Linked DNA regions of Mus musculus: regions 1, 3 and 4 are each linked to region 2. A link is a contact called in public Hi-C and promoter capture Hi-C data. All regions are on one chromosome and are shown on one strand. The core of a region is the stretch at or near the end of the contact, and the rest is flanking DNA. Distances in the headings are between cores, read along the strand shown. Region 1 holds the start of Top1 (topoisomerase (DNA) I). Region 2 holds the start of Chd6 (chromodomain helicase DNA binding protein 6). Region 3 has its middle 120 kb from the start of Gm35374. Region 4 holds the start of Plcg1 (phospholipase C, gamma 1).

What was found. Promoter capture Hi-C pulls out the DNA fragments that hold promoters and counts their contacts. Hi-C and Micro-C count contacts between places; a contact is called where the count stands out from the background. Capture Hi-C pulls out chosen DNA fragments and counts their contacts.
Region 1: a promoter capture Hi-C map of pre-B cells shows a contact between it and region 2. The contact joins the promoter of Top1 here to the promoter of Chd6 in region 2. A contact is called at or near these places in 5 of 39 promoter capture datasets (the C10 cell line, cranial neural crest, hematopoietic stem and progenitor cells and 1 more), 7 of 484 Hi-C or Micro-C datasets (CD4 T cells, LSK cells, embryonic stem cells and 2 more) and 3 of 115 datasets of contacts at active chromatin or transcription factors (effector CD8 T cells, memory CD8 T cells and thymic regulatory T cells).
Region 3: a contact with region 2 is called in a Hi-C map of double positive thymocytes, with 6 times the contacts expected there. The contact joins the enhancer-like site here to the promoter of Chd6 in region 2. A contact is called at or near these places in 1 of 39 promoter capture datasets (pre-B cells), 14 of 484 Hi-C or Micro-C datasets (B cells, CD4 T cells, CD8 T cells and 9 more) and 3 of 115 datasets of contacts at active chromatin or transcription factors (memory CD8 T cells, regulatory T cells and thymic regulatory T cells).
Region 4: a promoter capture Hi-C map of pancreatic islet shows a contact between it and region 2. The contact joins the promoter of Plcg1 here to the promoter of Chd6 in region 2. A contact is called at or near these places in 5 of 39 promoter capture datasets (the C10 cell line, the HPC-7 cell line, hematopoietic stem and progenitor cells and 2 more), 6 of 484 Hi-C or Micro-C datasets (the G1E-ER4 cell line, the HL-1 cell line, embryonic stem cells and 1 more) and 2 of 9 other capture datasets (liver and pancreatic islet).

Annotation. Positions count from the first base shown.
Region 1 is chr2:160,643,808-160,648,226 of GRCm38.p6, forward strand. Top1 (topoisomerase (DNA) I) reads left to right here and starts at 2,090. Exons shown (of 21, transcript NM_009408.2): 1 at 2,090-2,455; 2 at 2,801-2,825. The coding sequence starts at 2,423.
Region 2 is chr2:161,107,524-161,112,296 of GRCm38.p6, forward strand. Chd6 (chromodomain helicase DNA binding protein 6) reads right to left here and starts at 1,563. Exons shown (of 37, transcript NM_173368.3): 1 at 1,466-1,563.
Region 3 is chr2:161,509,393-161,514,270 of GRCm38.p6, forward strand. No RefSeq gene overlaps it. Among named protein-coding and RNA genes, the nearest start is that of Gm35374, 120 kb to the left of the region's middle. Within about 2 kb of position 2,164, at least 44 of the 459 cell types and tissues checked have an H3K27ac peak or open chromatin away from gene starts, as enhancers often do. A contact at or near this core is called in CD8 T cells, cerebellum, double positive thymocytes and 4 more, where this site is marked.
Region 4 is chr2:160,728,168-160,733,179 of GRCm38.p6, forward strand. It overlaps Plcg1 (phospholipase C, gamma 1), which reads left to right and starts at 3,143. Exons shown (of 34, transcript NM_021280.3): 1 at 3,143-3,177; 2 at 3,551-3,866. The coding sequence starts at 3,650. It overlaps Gm52567 (a long non-coding RNA gene), which reads right to left and starts at 2,580. Exons shown (of 2, transcript XR_003954082.1): 1 at 1,539-2,580.

The sequences.
Region 1 (4,419 bases), core at 840-3,339, 460 kb before region 2:
GCCATGTGGACATCACTAGCCAAACATAGATAGAGGCGTTTAGTCTATGGTGGGATGTTGGGTGGCCATGATTGGGCCTAGGATACCACCTTTGATTCATCATCCTGGGGCCTGCATTCTGTTTCCATGACTACTAGCTGGTCTTCCTGGGAGGGACCTGGAAAGCAAATGACGATGATCCCAAGTCACCAGGGGCTGGAAGCTAAAGCAGAGGCACTATTTTTCTTGAAGGCTGAATTATTTCAGCCTAACTGCAGTAAATGGGTGGGAGGCAGATGCTTTGCTTGGTGGCCTGGGATTGCTTTTGACATGGGAAAGCGGCTATTGAGGAGACACTAATGCAGGCAAAACTGGCTCTGGCATACAGCTGTGGAGAAAGAGTGCTGGAATCAGGCAGACCTAAACATCAAATGATACATATTATCTACAGGCCCTTAAACAAAGTCTTTTTGTTTGTTTGGGATTGTCTATTAAACACAATTATCGCTGTTGTCCCGTTGTCCAGATGAAGAAACTGGGACTCAGAGTGGTTAAACAACTTGTTCAAGGTCATGGAAGAATAGGAAAATTCTGCTTAGGAAAGCAGAATTGAAAAATAGGCCAGTTGACTTCCAAGTGTGGACTCTTAGCCACTGCATTGTTGTGTTTGCCTTTGTTGATTGGACTCTTCTGTCAGAGGACCTGTTGATTCCTGGGGGCTAAGTGCTGAACAAGATGGAGAGGTCCTAACCCTCACTGACCTCGAATTATATAAAGGAGACAGAAAAGAAGTCACTAGCTCCCATATGGGTAACTTAACAACTGTGATAACTGTTATAAAGGAGAGAGGCACATGGGTACAGCATGCGGAAAGGGGCGTGCAGCACTTCAAGCTTGGTTTTTCGGGACAGTTTCTCTAAGTAGCCCTGGTTGTCCTGGAACTCACTCTGTAGATCAGGCTGGCCTCGAACTCAGAAATCCGCCTGCCTCTGCCTCTCAACTGTTGGGATTAAAGGCGTATGCCACCACTGCCCAGCTGGCTTGAGTTTTGAAATATTCACAAGAATTAACCCTAAGTGTTTATCACTCAATGTTTATGAACATTTTCCGAATTTATTTATATGGGGGATTGAGCCAGACTGGAGATGAATTCAGCCTGGGATGTTCTTGCAAATCCAATTGCTAATGTCATTAATCCCTCAAGACAGTTTGATAGTGGTCGATGGTCCACACCCAGGACTGTGAGGAGTCAGGGCAGACCTTATAGTATGGTGTTCCCTAAATAAAGTTCTCTCAGGGTACAGTCCTGGTTAGAACCAGGATCCATTTACCTGGGGGTCCAATTCCCTTTGATTTGGAATATTAGCCCTCTCACATCAAACTAATTCCTGTCTCACAGTAGGCGCTTAATAAATGTTTATAAAAAGAACAAATGCAGTAGGGTACTTGTGACACAGGGCTACATGACTGTAAACTGGAGCTAAACCTGACTGAAAAATTAAAATAATTTTTAAAAATGGGTGTGAAGTGCTGGGCGGTGGTGGCGCACGCCTTCAATCCCAGCACGTGGGAGGCAGAGGCAGGAGGATTTCTGAGTTCGAGGCCAGCCTGGTCTACTGAGTGAGTTCCAGGACAGTCAGGGCTACACAGAGAAACCCTGTCTCGAACACCCCCCCCTACAAAAAAAAAGAATAAATAATAAATAAATGGATGTGAAGTATTCCAGAAGTCTGGACAAAGGCTGTGAGGAGACTCCAGCTAAATGCCTTACGGCTGCTGGTGAACTAAGATCGGGGCAGCCAAGGTACGTGCGGATCAAACTTGTCTGGCTCTAGAGATGCAGAAGCTGGAGACACGGTCCCTGGCCAGCTTAGCTGGGTCCCGCCGCGGCCTTTAAAGGCCTACCACGTGGCCGCCCGGGTGTCCAAGGTCCAGAGGCGGTGTCCACGCTGCGCCTGCGTGCTGCTAGAGCCGGTGTCCCGCCTCTGAGAACGCCAGTCCCGTAGCAAGGCAGAAAGCAGAGAGTGGGCGGAGTTAAGTCCGTATGCTAATAAAGGGGCGGAACTTGCGAGGCAAAACCGGCTCTGTCTCCCGGACCTCTAAGAGACCCGCCGCAACCCTCAGCCTCTTTCCACGAGCGCTGACGTCGACGACGACGTCCCATTTAAAAGCGGCCGCGCAGGCGCAGTGAGGGGAAATGCGAACTTAGGCTGTTACACAACTGCTGGGGTCTGTTCTCGCTGTCCGCCCGCCCGGCAGTCTGTCAGTCGCGTCGCTACCGCCGCTGCCTCCTCCACTGTCCCGGGAGTCTCGGGCCGGTGGCTGCTGTCGCCGTCTGTTCGTGCTTCTCAGGAGCTTCGTCCGCCCGTTCAGGCCGTCCCTGCCGTCCGCCTCTCTTCCCCCGCGCTGCCTCTGAGCCCGCAGCGTTCGCACGCCGGCCGACATGAGCGGGGACCATCTCCACAACGATTCCCAGGTGCGACCAGCCGGCCCCCGACTCGTCCCCAGCTGCTCGGGCCCGGGCCGGCTCCGGCCCCGGCCAGGGCCCCGGTCCCAGCCCCAGCCGGCCGCGCCGGGTTGACAGGCCCGAGTCTGCGATGAGGGGCGGCCGGTTGGAGTCGCTTGGATGGCCGGGTCCCGGGCGGAGCCGTCAAGTTGGAGTTTGGTGGGGGGATGGCAGCCCCGGGTAGGCCATTCGCGGGCCTCTGGGTTCCGGGGCGCCGGGTGGGCCCGAGCCCCGGCCCCCGGCCGCGCGCTCTCGTCCGCCGCCCCGGGGCTTCATGTGCCGGTTGTTTCATCTTCCCTCCTTTTCTTTCCTCAGATCGAAGCGGATTTCCGATTGAATGGTGAGTGTGCCCCCCGCCCCGCCCCAAGTGTCCCCACACGCCGCTGCCTGCCTCCCCCGCGCCGGGCCGGAGCCGGGCAGAGGACAGACATGGCGTCCCAGAGACTAAGTCCCGGCTCCTCGCTCACCGGCCCCATTGTTCCCATCGGGCCGCCTCTGGACCCCCTTTCCCGGGGTCTCAGCACCCCCAGATCACGGCCTTCTCCAGAGGGGGCACCGGAGACCCCGCGTCGACCGTCGCTGGGTCTCGGGCGGCCTTTCTCCGCCGGGATTCTTCCCGGGAAAGTCGCCTTGTCGACGGTCGGGACTTAGTCTCTGCGCCATTTTCTTTTTCTCTCTCCTCTCCTTTCTGTGCCTGTGTCTTTCTCTCCCTCCCTCAGCTCCTTCCTTGAGCTGTCCAGAAAGAGCTTTCTGCAGAGCAGAGCCATATAAATCACAGACCTCACCAAAGAAGGAAGGCTTAGGGACGGAATTATCTTTTATTTTTTCTTAATAGAACTTTATTTTGGAAGTTACTTGCTTTCTGCTTCATGTTTGCTTGCTTTCTTCTTCTTTTTTAATTTTTGTGATTCCAGAACGAAAGATTCCCTTAGGCAGCTAAGGGTTTTATGGGTTTTTTTTGTTTCTTTTGTTTTTTGTTTTTAGTCCTTTTATTTTTTAAATGGTGAGATGTTTATAATAGCAGTTACAGTTCTTGAAACTAAAGCCATCTTTTGTGGAGTTCTTTGTATTTTGGGATTGTTTTCCCAAGTTGTGCTGTTTGCAAAGATAACTCCCTTTAAAAAAGTTTTCAGGTTGTCTGTGTGTCATCTAGTGTGAGTGTTGGACTTGAGCATATATTCTTTAAAAAAAATTAAAAGTATTAGTGACCAGAACTTCCTATTGTGGCAAGGTAGAGTTTTTTGTTTTTTGGGTTATTTTTGAGACACAGTTTATTGTGCTTGTTCCGAAAGGTTGCTGAATTGCTCATTTAGACATGGTGTGCTGGCCTTTTCTTTGGGGTCATAGGGAGTTTTAAAAAAGATTTTATTTATTGAAGTAGAGTGGCCAGCCCTGACTCCTGTCTTCTTCCTCATTCTTCTCAGGGGCTGCTATTTTTTTCAGGAATTAAGAGTTAACTGGCTTTCCTCACATCCTTAGGCTCTTGAGCCCTTTCCAGTCATGTTTTCAAAATATTTCCACTAAAGTTACCCAGGGAAGAATGTTGGTGGGTGTCTCCCACCACCCCAGTAAGAAGCTCACATTTAATGGATTTTCCAGCAATTCCATTGTAGTATGCTGGAAATTCCCACAGATTCTTATGGGTCCGATTGTGTTCAGTTAGTTTGGGTTCTGGGGAACTGAGTGGGAGAAGCCATTGAGTAGGTTTTCTGGTGCAGCAGTCCATGGTACTGGCCTGCCCAACTGAAAGCCTTATGTTTATATTTCCAAGTTGGTCATCCAAAGAGAGATGACACTGAGTTAGAGACTCTGTCTAGGTAAAGCTTTTCTTGAGCACCTAATATATGCCAGGTACTGTGCTAGAATTGAACCTGTCACCAACCACATCTGTCTTTGTTCAACTCAGCCTATTGGGGGAGTCACATCAGTTAATT
Region 2 (4,773 bases), core at 313-2,812:
CAGACCCGCTCACTCCCTTACAATAAGTCAAGCACTCAGAGCTCTGAAAGAAAGCATGGTGTCTGTCCAGACTTTTCCAAAAGCACCATAAGCAGATCCCCATGGAGTATGCCAATATGAGGGCCTACTGGCATGGTATTCTTATATACCATTTGGGAAATAATCAAATCCTAGGCAAAATATTTCAGACACTCTTGAAAACTGTCAATATTTAAAATATCTATTTTCTCTGTTCATGGATCTGTTACAGCAGAAATGAACAGTTTCTTGAGGGGTGGCAAAAAAGGCACAAACAAGCCCCGGAGAAAGATGCTCAGAGATGCCAGAGACTCTCTAGAAACCTTGGCCAGATTACTAATGGTCTATAAAGCCTAATTTGGAGAACACGGGCCTACGAGCTCAAAATTGAATTATACTGCCTTATTAGATCCCACACTCGTGAAACCACAGTCATATTAGTCATAACTGAAACTAGGAATACTCTATGTACACAAATATAAAGTGCATGCTTATGCATTTTTAATTGGATCAAATAAAACTGAAGCTGCAAACAAACTCACATTTCAATTATCTCACTAGTGCGGGGATTTCCTAATAACCTCGTTTTAAAACCCAAGGAGCTGCCAACCCCTCTCCACATCTGACAGGCATGGTCCCTGGAAATTTTAGGAAGGACATTCCTCCGTTACTTCTCAACAGAGAAGAGAAATAAATACCCTGAAGGAAACAGATTTTTTTCTTTTTTTTTTTTTCATATTCCCTCTCTCTAATTTCTTTGCAAGCTCTAACATGCAATCTAATAACGCACCAAACTTGGCAGCGGGGTAGCTTGGTGGCTTGGAGTCTTGAGGGCTCAAATTTTCGGGGGCGAGTGCGCGTTAGTGCGTGAGGAGCCGGCCGGAGGGGCGCGCGACCCGGGGACGCGCCGGGGCCCCCGCCCCCTCCCGGAGCAGCAGCCTGGCACCGGCCCACCCTCCTCCACCCCTGCAAACAGACGCAGGACGCGGAGCGGAGCAACTTCTCCGCGGGGGCGGTAGCGGCTGGCGGGCGCGGGGGTGGCCCTCACGCGCCGTGGGCCGCCGGGGTCCCCTGGGAAGCCTTGGCAGGCCCCGCCCCGCCGCAAAGGCCCGCGCTTGGGGTCTGAAGCAGGACCCCAAGCCTGGGCGCGTGGCCCCGCAGTGGCGCTCTCCCAAGGACGGAGGGCGGGCGGCCAGAGCGCGCGGCAGCCGGGAGGGGCGGACGCCAAACCCCTCGCCTCAGGCCTCGGGGCCCTCGGCCTGGCCGAACGCCCGCGGCCGCGCTCGGACCCCTGCCCGGCCGGGCCTCGCGCCGCCGCGGCCCCTCAGCCCCGCTCCATTCATAGGGCAGCCCCATCCCGGCCAGCGGGGCGGAGACAGGGTCCCCGCGGGCAAGCCCAGCTTGTCGGGGCCAGGCAGGAAAATAAAAAGTTAAGAGAAGAACTTACCTAAAATGGCTCCTGCAGCAGCCAAAATACAAACAGCTATTATTTGGTGAAGTTTAGCTCAGACACCCTGCAAGGACACCCTAACCCAGCTTGGGCCCGCCTTCCCTGCCGCGCTATTGGGTTTCGCCTGCCCAAAACACAGGTTCATTGGTCGTGTGGGCTGCCGATCAGACAGAAGCCCGTTTCAAGCTTGCTTGCAGGAGCGAGTGATGGGCTTGCTCCATTGTGCTCGTATTTGCATGGATGTGATCGCAGCGGTGATTGGTCGATGTCGGAGCCGCTCCGCCTCCCAGCCTAGATCTCCCCGCCTTGCAGACAGCGCAGCTCCCGGCCCGCCCCCCCGGAATGAAGCGGCCGGGCCGCGGGGGCGGGGCGGGGCTGGGGTCCCGCAGGCGGAGGGGGCGGGGCGGGGTGCTGCGCTCTGTTTTGCAAGCAGGGGGCGAGGACCTGGGCGCTGGCCCGCGGCTGGGGCTCAACCTGCAGGTGGAGGTCTCGCAGGTAGTGGGCAAGCAAGCTGGAAAACCCGGGATTGGCTCTCCGGAGGTGGGAGAAGATGTACTGGGGTCCCACGACGTGAGCGCCCCGCCGGCGCCCAGATCCTGCAACGCGCACTCGAGGAGAGGTGAAGGTCCCAACGGACAGGAAAAAGAAGATGCTGAGAGGCCGAGGGAAGCGAGGAGCCGGGTCGTCAGTCTCCAGCTGCTTATACTGCAGATCCGCCTGGCTCCCTAGCATACTAGGAACGTCTTCCCAGGGCCCTGCACACCCCGGGAGTTTTCCAGCCCTGAGGATCCTGCAGCGCATTGGATATGCTTCAGTAACATCAGGAGTGGAACCATGGTGTGTTTATTTTCGGGCCTATCTCCACTACCATCCTTGTAGCATCCTCAAGGACAGGGCCTAGCATATGACAGAGATTCAACCAATTGTTGTCTTCCGTAATTCGTTTTTTAGCAGCTAATTTTTAAGTGCCCACTAAATACCTGACATTGATCTGAGACGGAGGATGTAGCGGTCAATAGGACAAAGCCCTTGCACTCACCGAACAGGCAAAGGAAAAGCAATAAATAAAATAAATAAATGAACACAGAGGCAGGTAGTGATAAATGCCATAAAGAAAACAGATGGCGGGAGGAAGGACATCAGACCAGAGATGGGGGAGGAACAATTAGGGCAAGGAGGAATTTAGAGCCTATCCTGCCTAGCTAAATATTCCTCATAGCATCCTCCCTACTCTGGGACCTGGTGATCACTTTTCCTCTTCACTCCTGCCTGTCCCATCTGGAGTGTTTCCCCAGTGAATACTTAAATAAAAGAAGAAGAAAAAAAAGTCCAAAACTGGCTGGACTCTGACTTTAAAAGCTCACTTTATCTTAATTAAAGCAGGAATGATCTGAGTCTGATGACTCCAAGAGCAGTTTGTCAGAATTGTTTAGGATGAGGGTGGTATGAGTGTGTCAAGGGTAATCACAATGTTAACAGAGCCTTCCTGTACTCCCTAAGAGAATATGTTTAGCTTCTTAGAAGTCCTGGTTGTCTTATGTCTTTCAGCCAATGGCCCTAATTCTCTTCTGGGTCCTGCTTCTTGTACTAGCTAGTTTTATGCCAACTTGACACAAACTAGAGTCATCAGAGGAGGGAGCCTTGATCAGACTATAGGTAAGCCAGTAGGGCATATTTTTAAATGATTCATGGGGGAGGGCCCAGCCCATTGTGGGCAGTGCCACTCCTAGGCTGGTGGTCCTGGGATCTATAAGAAAACAAGCTGACCAAGTCATAAGGAGCAAGCTAGTAAGCAGCACCCGTCCATGGCCTCTCTATCAGCCCCTGCCTTCTGATTCCTACCCCTTGTGAGTTCCTGCCCTCTCTGCTTTTGGTGAGAAGTGTTACATGGGGCTGTGAGAAACAAAACCCTTTCCTCCTCAAGTTGCTTTTGATCATGGTGTTTCATCACAGTAACAGTAATCCTAGCTAAGGCACTTCTTCATTTCTTGGACTACCCCAGTAATTTGTCTAGTTTGAAAGTGCACATCACATAGCTGTCTCACCTGCCACCTTTTTCCATTTGTTTCAAGGATGGCCACAATGTGTCACAGCCCAAACTTTCTCCTCTTTCCATCTTTCCTTAGCTATTAAGTATCAGCTATGTCTGTAGGTATTGTTTTTATAGATACAAAGATAGAGTATTAAGGCAGACAGCATCCTGGTTCAAAGGGAGGCTTGCAGTCTGGAGACAAGACAGAGAGAAGTACATCCCAAGAATCGCCAATCCTGCCAAGCTGGTAGCTAACTGTCCTTGCTCTGGCCTCTTAAGAGATAGCTTACTTACCTTCCTATCCAGTTTCTGCAACAACTAATGGACCAGAAAGCTGGTAGTCAGACCCAGTCAGCCCAAATACCAGGATCAAGGGTTCTAGAGCTTTCAACAGTACTCAAGGGGGCTGACATCTATGAATTTATTCTGTCCGGGATGAGGCTGAGGAAATAAAAATTGGGCAGAGGAAGAAGCACCATTAAGCAGAGGCATAGAGACTAGAGAGATTGTTGGGGAAGGGCAGGAGCTGGACAGAACGGAAAGGTAGACTTGCCTTGCCTTGCCATTCTCAGAGGCAAGTCAATAGCATAAGACACAAAGACACAATGTGGGGTGGTCAGACAGGGAATCAATAGGAGTCCAGGATGGCTTCACAACCAAATAGAATAGAATGTGTGGGAGCAAAGGAAGTGCCTGAGGCTACATTCAGAAGACAAGATACTGCAGGCCCAGCCATGAAAGAATAGGTCTGCAGAATTGAGAAGCCGACTCTTCAGCACTTTGAAAGCAGCTAGGGCCCTACAGGGCAGCACTCTGGGAAGAGGCAGCAGCTAAGCTGCATTTTGCTGAGTTCTGCCCAGAAGCAGAGGTTGGTTTTGTGCTACAGGAATGAGGTGTGAGTGTAAGGTAGGGATGAAAAGCAAATTCAGAATGACTTTTAGTTTGGCCTGCTCTAAGTGTGGTGGATAGTTTCTGCTCTGAGATTATTCTCTAAGAAGCCATGTAACATGAGTCTCGGCATTGCCTGTGTCGTAGGGAAAGAAAGGAAGTTGACTCACCAGCTCTTCTTTCATTGGGCAGGGATTCACATCAGTTAGTCATGGCTACATCCCAAGCAAGCTTCTGTGGTGTTCCCAAACGCGGTGTCAACAGGGACCCTGGAAGGAGGGCCATGAGCCAAAGCGCTATCAGGGGCCACATGTGTGAAGTCAGATGGCCCACACCCAGAGCCACTTGCCACTGCAGCTGCAAGAAGAGTCAGTTGATACCATGA
Region 3 (4,878 bases), core at 914-3,413, 400 kb after region 2:
TTAATAGAGTGGATCTGGGTACCTAGAACGAAGAAAAATTGATCCTATTCAGTAGCCTCTTTTCTGGATGATTCCAGTGAGGGAGATGATGTTGTACCAGGCCACATTGGAAGCCAGTAGCAGATTCTCTGGACTCTTAATTAGCTAGCTTTTTCTACTACCCAATACTGTGCTACCCTGCCTTTCAAACAGGCTGTGTGGATGGAATGAGATGACAGGAAGATAGAAAGGAGATTGACCCCACCCCAGCCTGACAATGTAATATGCTTAAGCGTGGGGCCTGAGAAGCATCATGTGGAATAGTCAACCTCAGGGAAGAGATGCTGGCATGCAGGATGCTGGTCCAAGGCTGAGAAGTGGGAGCGCCCAACAGGAAGGCCAGTATTCCATTCATCCAAAGCCCGTGAAATTGTCCTCTATGGCTATTTTGACCTCTGTTAATGGCAATTTTGTTGATCGGATATAATAAATCCAGCAGCAAGGGGGAGGGGATGACAAAGGACACCCAGAGACTGCTACAGGAGCAGAATGGAACTTAAGTGTGTCTCGATTAAAGTTCCTTAGCTCATATGCTCTGTTGCCTCAACCTGGGAGGTAGAAGACGGAACATACGAAGGAAGTAGAAACTTTCAAACATGAAAACTGAGGCCTGGGGGCTTCAGACCTGGGTGTTAGTACTTGGTTCTCTTGCACTTATTGTGGTGATGCTTCTGCTTTAGTGAGTAATGTTTGAACACTAATGAATTCTTTTAATTCTTGGAAAATGCAATAACACCTCTGTTTTCCTCTCCATAGAAGAAAGAGAGGTCTTCTTGATCTTGCAGAATCCTCTTTGTCCTCTTCTGATGGGAAATCTGATTGTCAACATGATTGACCCGAGGAACAACTAACATATTAATAATGGATAACTTTGGATATATCTGTGAAGGGCTTTCCAGAGACAGTGAGATGATGCGGGCTTTGAGCTGGGGAATATACCAGTCCTTTGATGGATTCATAATGTGCTGGCATTATTGGCAGGTGGGAATGGGTAAGAGTCAGGGATTATTAAAAGGGGTAGGTCACTGGACCTGTGCCATTGGGGGCTCTATCTTTCCCTGGCCCTTTTCTATATTCCCTTTCTCTGTTTTCTGTCACAATGACTGTTCTTCAGTACCAGGCCCTCTCTGTCATGATAGATTAAAACCTCTGAAAACACAAGACAGAATAAATCTTTCCTCTCTTAAGTCATTTATGCCAAGTATTTTGGTTGCGGCATATCCCTTAGTTCTTCTGATAGTCTAATAAAAGTAGTAATTCACATTTTCAAAAATTTACAGCTTTCCAAATATATTTGTTAGTTATGTAGTCTGAGACTTTTTACCTGATGAGATGGAAATTATTATTCTCAAGTTTTACATAGAGCAAGTCAGTCCCTAAGAGCCCTTAGGAAACGTACCCATCACAATAGATCTGTCACAGGAATTTAAGTTTTGTGATTCCTGGGCAAGAAGGACTTTCTAGTAGACGAGGCTGGAAATTACAAAGAGCAGGTAGGGATAATTTGAAAGGCTAGAGTTGTCCTTCATGGACCTGAGTCCCTTTTGTTTTATTACAAAAGATTGGTAGCTTTGTGTTATGGGATGGATAAGAGGGATTAATTAATACAAGTCAGGCAGCCCTCTATCTAGCCCATGATATAAAGTCTCTTTTCTCCTCTTCTTTCTAGTCAGTCTCTCTTCCCTTCCCTCCCTCTTTTTTCCTCCCTCCTTCCCCTTCCCTCCATTCTTCCCCCTTATCTCCCATCCTCCCTTTCTTTACTGCCTCTCTTTTTCTTCTTTCTTTCTGAAGTCTTGGGGAATACCGGAACCAATTCCCAGCTGTTAGTCCATCTCTCTAAAGGTTGGAAGCTACCATTCTGGGATGCTTAGGCGGGGTGGGGAGTGCATCTCTGGAGTGGGTCCTCATTGACTTGTAAAGTTGAGATCATCATAACTGGATCTCTTACATTATATGCATTTAATTCCCCTTCCTGTGACCTCTATGGAGGCTATTTCTTACATACAAAATACCTTAACCTCTTAAGCTACAACTTGTTTGATTTCTGGCTGGGGCCCACCTAGAAGCTCCACTTTTTCTGTTTTACTAAAGGCAGGCATACCTTGTAGGCTCTTCTCTTTCCTGTAGTGGGCCATGGTTTCTAGAAATTTTGTTTGATCGACTCTTTGGTAATCCATATTCCAGTGCAGAATACTACAATCTCATTTCATACTTTGTTATTAGCGCGTTCTCACGCCCGGCCAGGAAGAACACAACAGACCAGAATCTTCTGCGGCAAAACTTTATTGCTTACATCTTCAGGAGCAGGAGTGCAAAAACCCCAAACCCCAAAAACGAAAGCCCCCTTCTTACATCTTTAGGAGCCAGAGCTCCGGCGCGCCGGGGCGCAGAGCGCGCTCTATTGTTTACATCTTTAGGCAGCGAGAGAGCGCAGGGCGCGCAGAGCCAGAGAGATGCCAGCGAGAGAGAATGGCGGAAACCCCGTCCCCTTTTTTAGGAGCGTTATATTTCGCCTAGGACGCATCACTCCCTGATTGGCTGCAGCCCATGGCCGAGCTGACGTTCACGGGAAAGGCAGAGTACAAGTAGTCATAAAATACCCTTGGCACATGCGCAGATTATTTGTTTACCACTTAGAACACAGGATGTCAGCGCCATCTTGTGACGGCGAATGTGGGGGCGGCTCCCAACAATACTTCAGGCATCAGTGATCAACATCTGATTTCAGACCATTTGGACTGGACTTATATGAGTCAGTAGGACTACTTCCTGGTGAATTATGATTTTAAAAACATATTGCTTAAAAATTTCATACATGTCTGGATAAAATTTATGTATACAATGTATCTTGATCATATCTATCCCCTACTGTTCCCATCATCTCCCCTCAGGATTCCCTAATCACATCTCCCTCCCAATCTGCTGGCTTATTTACTTATTATTCTGTAACCCACTGAGTCTGATTTCTGCTGCCCATATGCCCATAGGCATTAGGGTCATCCACTGAGGCATGGCCAACCACCCAGTAGCCATAATCCTAAAGAAAATACTGACTTTGATACCTGAGCAGCCATCAGCTGCCAATAGTACTTTAGCTAGGGGTGGCACAACAGGAGTGTCTTCGTCTTCCATGTTGGAATTTTTAACTGGCGTGATCTTGTGCAGGTAATCACTGCCATTGTGAGTCCATATTTATAGCAGCCATGCCATGTCTGGAGAACAATCTTTTGAAGCCCTCCTCCCCATTCTCTGGCTCTTGAACCCTTTCTCTCTCTTCTGCAATGTTCCTGCAACTCGGCTGCTGGGGGTGGGTGTAGATCCAGATGGCCTTTCTACAGCTGAGCACTCACAGTTACACATACTCAGCACTTTGGAGAGCAGTCCATCCCTGCACTGCCACTCACCACCGCAAAGGCGGGAATAATACACACCCATGGGATATAAACACAAATATTTAGAAGCAGTTTGACCTGACCATTAGAAAAATAATAATATGTTCTCCCTTAAGACCTATGACTTCCCTAGCATTGGGTTTTGACTATGTTTATAGCACCAGTCATGAATCCTGTCCTGGAGATCAGGCCTCAAATCTAATCATGAGAGCAATTGTGACTTCTATAGGCAGCACAGTTTGCATCCTCAGACCCTGTGAGCATTCTGCGGTGCATGCTTCAGAGATAGGCCTTTCTCCTGGTATTGGCAGAGAATAAACTCTGATGCATTAATTTAAAATGTGGTTGCAATTATTAAATCTTCCAAGGAGTTTAGAATATGCCTCAATCTATTCAAAGAAAACACCTTCAGATGTTTCATTTCTCCAGTTGCAGTGGTAAGGAGAATTGGTCACATTTTTCTCTCAGTGAGAGTATATCCCTTGTGGCTCCCTTTGGCTCTTGTGGCCAGGCTACTGTCTTTCTGGTTCTGACAAGCAGGACAGGAATTGTCTTAGCACATTTCCCCTCTGTAGGGAGCCACAGTCTGTTAGGACATATGGTGACTCTCTGAGGAGCCTTTAGCTCATGCTTATTCAATGACCCTGGGGCAGCTTTAGTCATCTCTGGGGAATGGAATGCCAAAGCTGACTGGGTGTCCCTGTGGGCCTCTGTTGGAGGCATTAGTGATGGCTGATCACTCTCCAAGGCTACTCTCAGAAAGACAGATGGAGTCACCTCTGAGGAAGATTCTTCGCTTGGCTTCTTATTTTGCACAGAACCTGTTGGCTGTACCTTGTGGAGTGATGTGTAAGTCCTGGGGGAAGCTTTAATCATTTTTTTTTCAAGCCCACTAACAATATTAAAGTAAGTCTTAACTTACTTCTATCTTTGGTTTGCATATTCTCAACCAGGAAAGGCCATTTATTGACACTGGTTCAGATGCCTTCAGCAGTGAGCTGGGGATGTCTGTTCTCAAGTTGCTCAGAGAAGGGAGAAGGCCAAGAAAAGGAGGATAGACCAGAGATTTTTCTATTTTCATAGGGAGAGGGGCTGAGACTGGAGTTGGTGGCTAAATAAGGCTTGAATTTATCACACATGTTCTAATTGTATCACAGAGAGAATGTATTCATGTGCCACTTGTGTAATTAAAAGTCAGGACAAGGAATAATGTGAACATTTCAGTCTTAAATACTAGCATTAATGGATACATTGGATACAGCAAAACCCCCTCAATGAAATTAAACCCAGAAGGCAACAAAATTCTGATAAGGTAATTTATAAAAGACTTCCCCCTTCTAATTTTCCCCTGCCTTTGATCAATGGATACTTGACAACATAAAACAAGTTTTATTCAGATTATACATTGATAAATGTCAACACAGCTTTCTACCATTGAATGTGACAA
Region 4 (5,012 bases), core at 1,893-4,392, 380 kb before region 2:
CAGAGAAAGTGAGGTAGTTCTGTGGGTAAAGGTACTTGCTGTTAAACCTGATGGCCCGAATTCTATCTCTAGGACCCACATGGTAACTGTAAATAAAGAAGCTCACTTAGGATACCCAAGATATAAGATACAATTTGCTAAACGCATGAAATTCAAGAAGAACGAAGACCAAAGTGTGGACACTTTGCCCCTTCTTAGAAATGGGAACAAAACACTCATGGAAGGAGTTACAGAGACAAAATTTGGAGCTGCGACGAAAGGATGGACCATCTAGTGATTGCCATATGCAGGGACCCATCCCATAATCAGCTTCCAAACGTTGACACCATTGCATACACTAGCAAGATTTTGCTGAAAGGACCCAGATATAGCTGTCTCTTGTGAGACTATGCCGGGGCCTAGCAAACACAGAAGTGGATGATCACAGTCAGCTATTGGATGGATCACACGGCCCCCAATGGAGGAGCTAGAGAAAGTACCCAAGGAGCTAAAGGGATCTGCAACCCTATAGGTGGAACAACAATATGAACTAACCAGTACCCCGGAGCTCTTGTCTCTAGCTGCATATGTATCAAAAGATGGCCTAGTCAGCCATCACTGCAAAGAGAGGCCCATTGGACTTGCAAACTTTATATGCCCCAGTACAGGGGAACCCCAGGGCCAAAAAGGGGGAGTGGGTGTGTAGGGGATTGGGGGGTGGGTATGGGGGACTTTTGGGATAGCATTGAAAATGTAAACGAGGAAAATACCTAATAAAAAATAAATTAAAAAAAAGAAGAAGCTCACAATATGCTTACCACTGTTCTAAGTAGTTATTAAACGCAATATGAGATCAGGCCCACAGGCCAGAGGGGCAGCTGGGCAGTCTTTCCTTGACTCCAGGAACAGGCTTGGTATAAGCTAAGGTTGAAGCATGAGTGTTGCCTGAAATAAGCCCCAATCTGGGCTAGTCGGGGTGACGTCACAGGCAAGTGCCTTGTGTGGGGGCTAGAGCACCTCCCAGACAGCACAAATGTATATACATTACCAGTGACACCTACACATCCTTATATATGCTGAGCTGGGGGAAGCCCATACTGGCTACACCCTGTGTGTGCCCTACTTTTCCCAAACTTCCTTGGGTAGAAGGAGACACCTAAGGCCTAGGAAGCTAGGAAGAGGAAATGAGGCCCTGTTTCCCAATTATAGGCCTGGCAAACAAATTGCTGTTGGAAGAAAATCATGGAGCCCCTGGGGGTGGGGGTGGGGTCTTGTTACAGACACAAAAGCAAAAAAGGTTTGGGCTGAACACAAGGAAGCTCCCAGAAAATAGAATTTTAAAGCATACTGTAGCCTCTAGGCTGCTGGAGTTGGCACAGAAAGCTCAACAACGATTACAACATTTTAAGAGGGTGTCTCCTGAGAGAACCGGCCAGACCAGGCAGGCAGGGAAAGGCCCTGTTCAGCTCCATCTGCCCTCTCTGTCTAATCATCCTGGCTGGCCATTCCCCTCCACTGAGTAAAAACCCCAGGGCCTTTGCACATGCTGTTATTCATACCTGGAAAGTACTTTCCTCCAGCCTTCCCTTCAAAATACATATGTCCATCTCTTTACACCATTTGGCCTCTCTTGAAGTCCTACAGACATAAGACACAGCTCCTCTTACTTAATGATTGGCCAGCTAGCCAATGGCCACCAGGATTACCTCTCACCCAGTGGGCTCTCTTGTGGAACACAGACACTCAGCTTCCCACTTATTACATAGCCTGACTTCAAGTCACGGGGCTCTGAAACCTTGATTAGAAGATAATTAGGATCATGAGTTGTGCAAGCCAACCTCAAGTCCAGTTTCCGCCTACATCAGAGGCCTGTCACTAGGTGGCAGTCAGTCTATCTCAACTCCCCAGTCCCTCAGGACAAAGTTCCTCAGTGGTATACAGAATTCGGACGTTCTTGAGACCACCCTCAAGGGAAATAGCGCATCTGTCACTATTTGCCTGGCAAAGCGAAGGTGGCCCAGGTGGGTGGGTTGTCCAAACCCATACATCACAAATTCTAGTCTCAGGAATCCCAGGGGAGCTTTCCTGCAAGGGGATGTTGTGTGGGACTTCTCACCTCTGAAATGCAGATGCTGTCCAGAGCTGCAGGGTAGCTGTCCAACTAACTGTCTGCTCATCATTGGCCAGACGGCAGGATCAAGGGATGCCCTCGGGTTTACCCGTGCTGTTCAGAGAACGGCTTTTGGAAGATTGATTTTAAGTTATTTAACAGTCACAGACAGGTGTCATGTCTGGAGAATAGAGGCAAAGTCCGCGGTGAGGGATGAAGCAGGAGAGATAGGGGAAGGCAAGACAGGACTGCTGGGCCACGAAGCTGTGCTGATTTGAAGCACAGTGGGAATTCACGTACGCAATTTCAAAGGCTTTAGTGGTAAATTCTGAAGCTCAGATGCAGGCAAGACCCAAGAGGATAGTGTACACAGAGAGAAGAGGGGTCCTCAGGATCGTGCGTAGAGTGGAGAGAGCCCCAAAGGCAGGAGGGAAGAGCCTCAGTGGATTACTTAGGGATGAGGGAGAGAAGAAAAAAGGTTCTTGCAAGGTGTGGGGTCTTCCAAATTCAGGAGTTCACTGCCATATAGAGAAGGTGTAGCGGGTGAAAGGGGCCATGTGATGAGGATGGCAAGCAAGGCTGTGGCGCAGATGACGAGATGCCTGGGTCGGGAGGTCAGGGGAGACCCAGGATTGGGGTCACCTGTGTCTGCGCAGAGGGGAAGCCACCCTGCAACTGGCCCAGCACTGAGTCCAGAGGAAAATGAGGCAGAGGACAAACCAGAGCTTCGGAGACTAAGTGCAGGTAGGGCGCGGGCGGAGCGTGAGGAGGGCAGCGGACCACGCGAGAGGCCTCGAAGGCCACCGGACCCGCGTCCGAGAGTCTGAGGGCCCTGCCCACACCTGCGTGGCCCCCTCCCCAGAGGCCACACTCCAAGGCCACCCTAGAACCCGTCTGTCTGCTCAAGCCCTTGCAAAAGACGTCTGCGCAGAGGGGGCGTGGCAGGCGTGCTGTCACTCACGGCCTGTTAGCCAATCCACGAGTGCGCCCCTCCCCGGAGAGGGTGCGCGGAGGGCCCGCCCCCGCCGCCACCGCGGGTGTGAGGAGGCCAGGCTGGCGCGGCTCCCTCCGCCCGGCAGCCTTGCCAGGTAACCGGGTTCGGCGGGAGGGCTGGGGGTCGCGCAGCCCCCTCGCTCCCTGGGAGGCGTGCACACTGCCGCGGCGGGTCCCGTGTGGGCCGGAGGCCCGTGCGCGCGTCGGACCGACGGGCCGCAGCCTGTGGGCGGGGTTGCGTGCGTGACGGGCGGCCGTGCCCCGCGTTGTGTCAGGCCTGCGCGGGGAAAGCTCGGCCGAACCGAGGTGTCCAGGTCCGCCCGCTGCGGCCTGCCCCGGGTTGCGGGGCGCAGGCGCGGCGGTGGGCGGGGGTCGTCCCCAGGAGCGTCTTTGTTCCCGGCGCGCTGAGGGCGGAGCCTCACCCCGCCCCGCCCCCGCGCTCAGTCCCCGCCCCGCGTCCGCCCGCAGGAGCTGCCACCGGGTCCCGCTCGCCTCCCCGGCCGCCGCCACCGCCTCCGCCTCCGCCGCTCCGGGCCCGCCGGCTTGCGTCGCCGAGGTCGCTGCAGCATGGCGGGCGTCGCGACCCCCTGCGCCAACGGCTGCGGGCCTGGCGCACCCTCCGAAGCCGAGGTGCTGCACCTCTGCCGCAGCCTCGAGGTGGGCACCGTCATGACTTTGTTCTACTCCAAGAAGTCGCAGCGGCCAGAACGGAAGACCTTCCAGGTCAAGTTGGAGACGCGCCAGATCACATGGAGCCGCGGCGCGGACAAAATCGAGGGGTCCAGTAAGTGCGCCCCACTCCGGCCTGCCTCGCGCCTGCCCGCCTCCCAAACACTTGGGCAAACTTTCGGGCCTCGCGCCTGGCGCCCCGTCTCCGCCCAGTCCCTGGTGGTCACTCTGGGGCGGGTGGAGGGGGGCATCCGGGTCTTGGATCACCTGATAGGACACCCCCTCCCCCAGTAGGGGGGGAGTGTTCCAGGCACTTTGCCCTGAGGCCTAAGAGTCCTCACTGGTTGGACAAGTGGAGTGGGATTCCGGCCCTTAGCATCGGGCGGCTGTCAGTGGCTGTGAGGGGAAGCCAAGACAGGGACCCCCTCATCCAACCTGAGAACCTGGGGAACCGACAAGATCTTCCTGCCCACTGCCATTTCTCCAGAGTGTGCTGTCTGTGAAAACTCCTAAGAGCTCCGGGATGGGCTTATTGGCGCAAGAACCTTTGGAATCCTCATGTAGAACTTAGGCAGATGTTGGGGTAGGGCTGGTTGTGGAGCAGAGCGGGCCTACTCATCTCCCTCTTCTTTGGGAGGATGGGGTATGAAAGCTAAAACCGTGACTGCTTCCCCCTCCCCATGTCCCGTGGATGGTTTTTTTTTTTTTTTTTTTTTTTGCCCCAGATCTGAATTTTGGAGGTCCATGGTGCTAGGCAGCCATCCAAAGCTAGAGCCAGGGCTCCTTTGCCCTTGCAGCATATAACAAGGAGCTTGCATTCAGAAAGGTTCCCTGGCCTTGGGTTTTGAGGTCCAGCCCTTTGTGTTGGATGTTCTCGTGACCACAGGGTAGCCCAGAGTTGCTCCTCTGGTTTCCTGTCGTAGCCTTCCCAGACCTGAGTGTGGTGGGTTTACACACAAGTCTCTGGTGGGAGAAGTAAGTCAGGAGTTTTGAGAAACCTCGGCTCTTTCTGATAGTCATTTTCCTCGGTGTGAGGCAGGATGAGGAGTCTTTGCAACTCCAGGCTTTGAGATGTTTCTTACAAGAACCCCCAAAGAGTCTATGGTTGAAGGGACCTAGCCTAAGAGCCAGGTCTGTGTTAGAGAAGGGGGGGTGGTGTCAGGAAGTAACAACGGAGAGAAGGTCCCACAGATCTTCCTGGGGATGGTGTACATGTGTGTCGATGGGTGAGGAGATGAGGAGGAAGGAAGGTTTCTGTGGT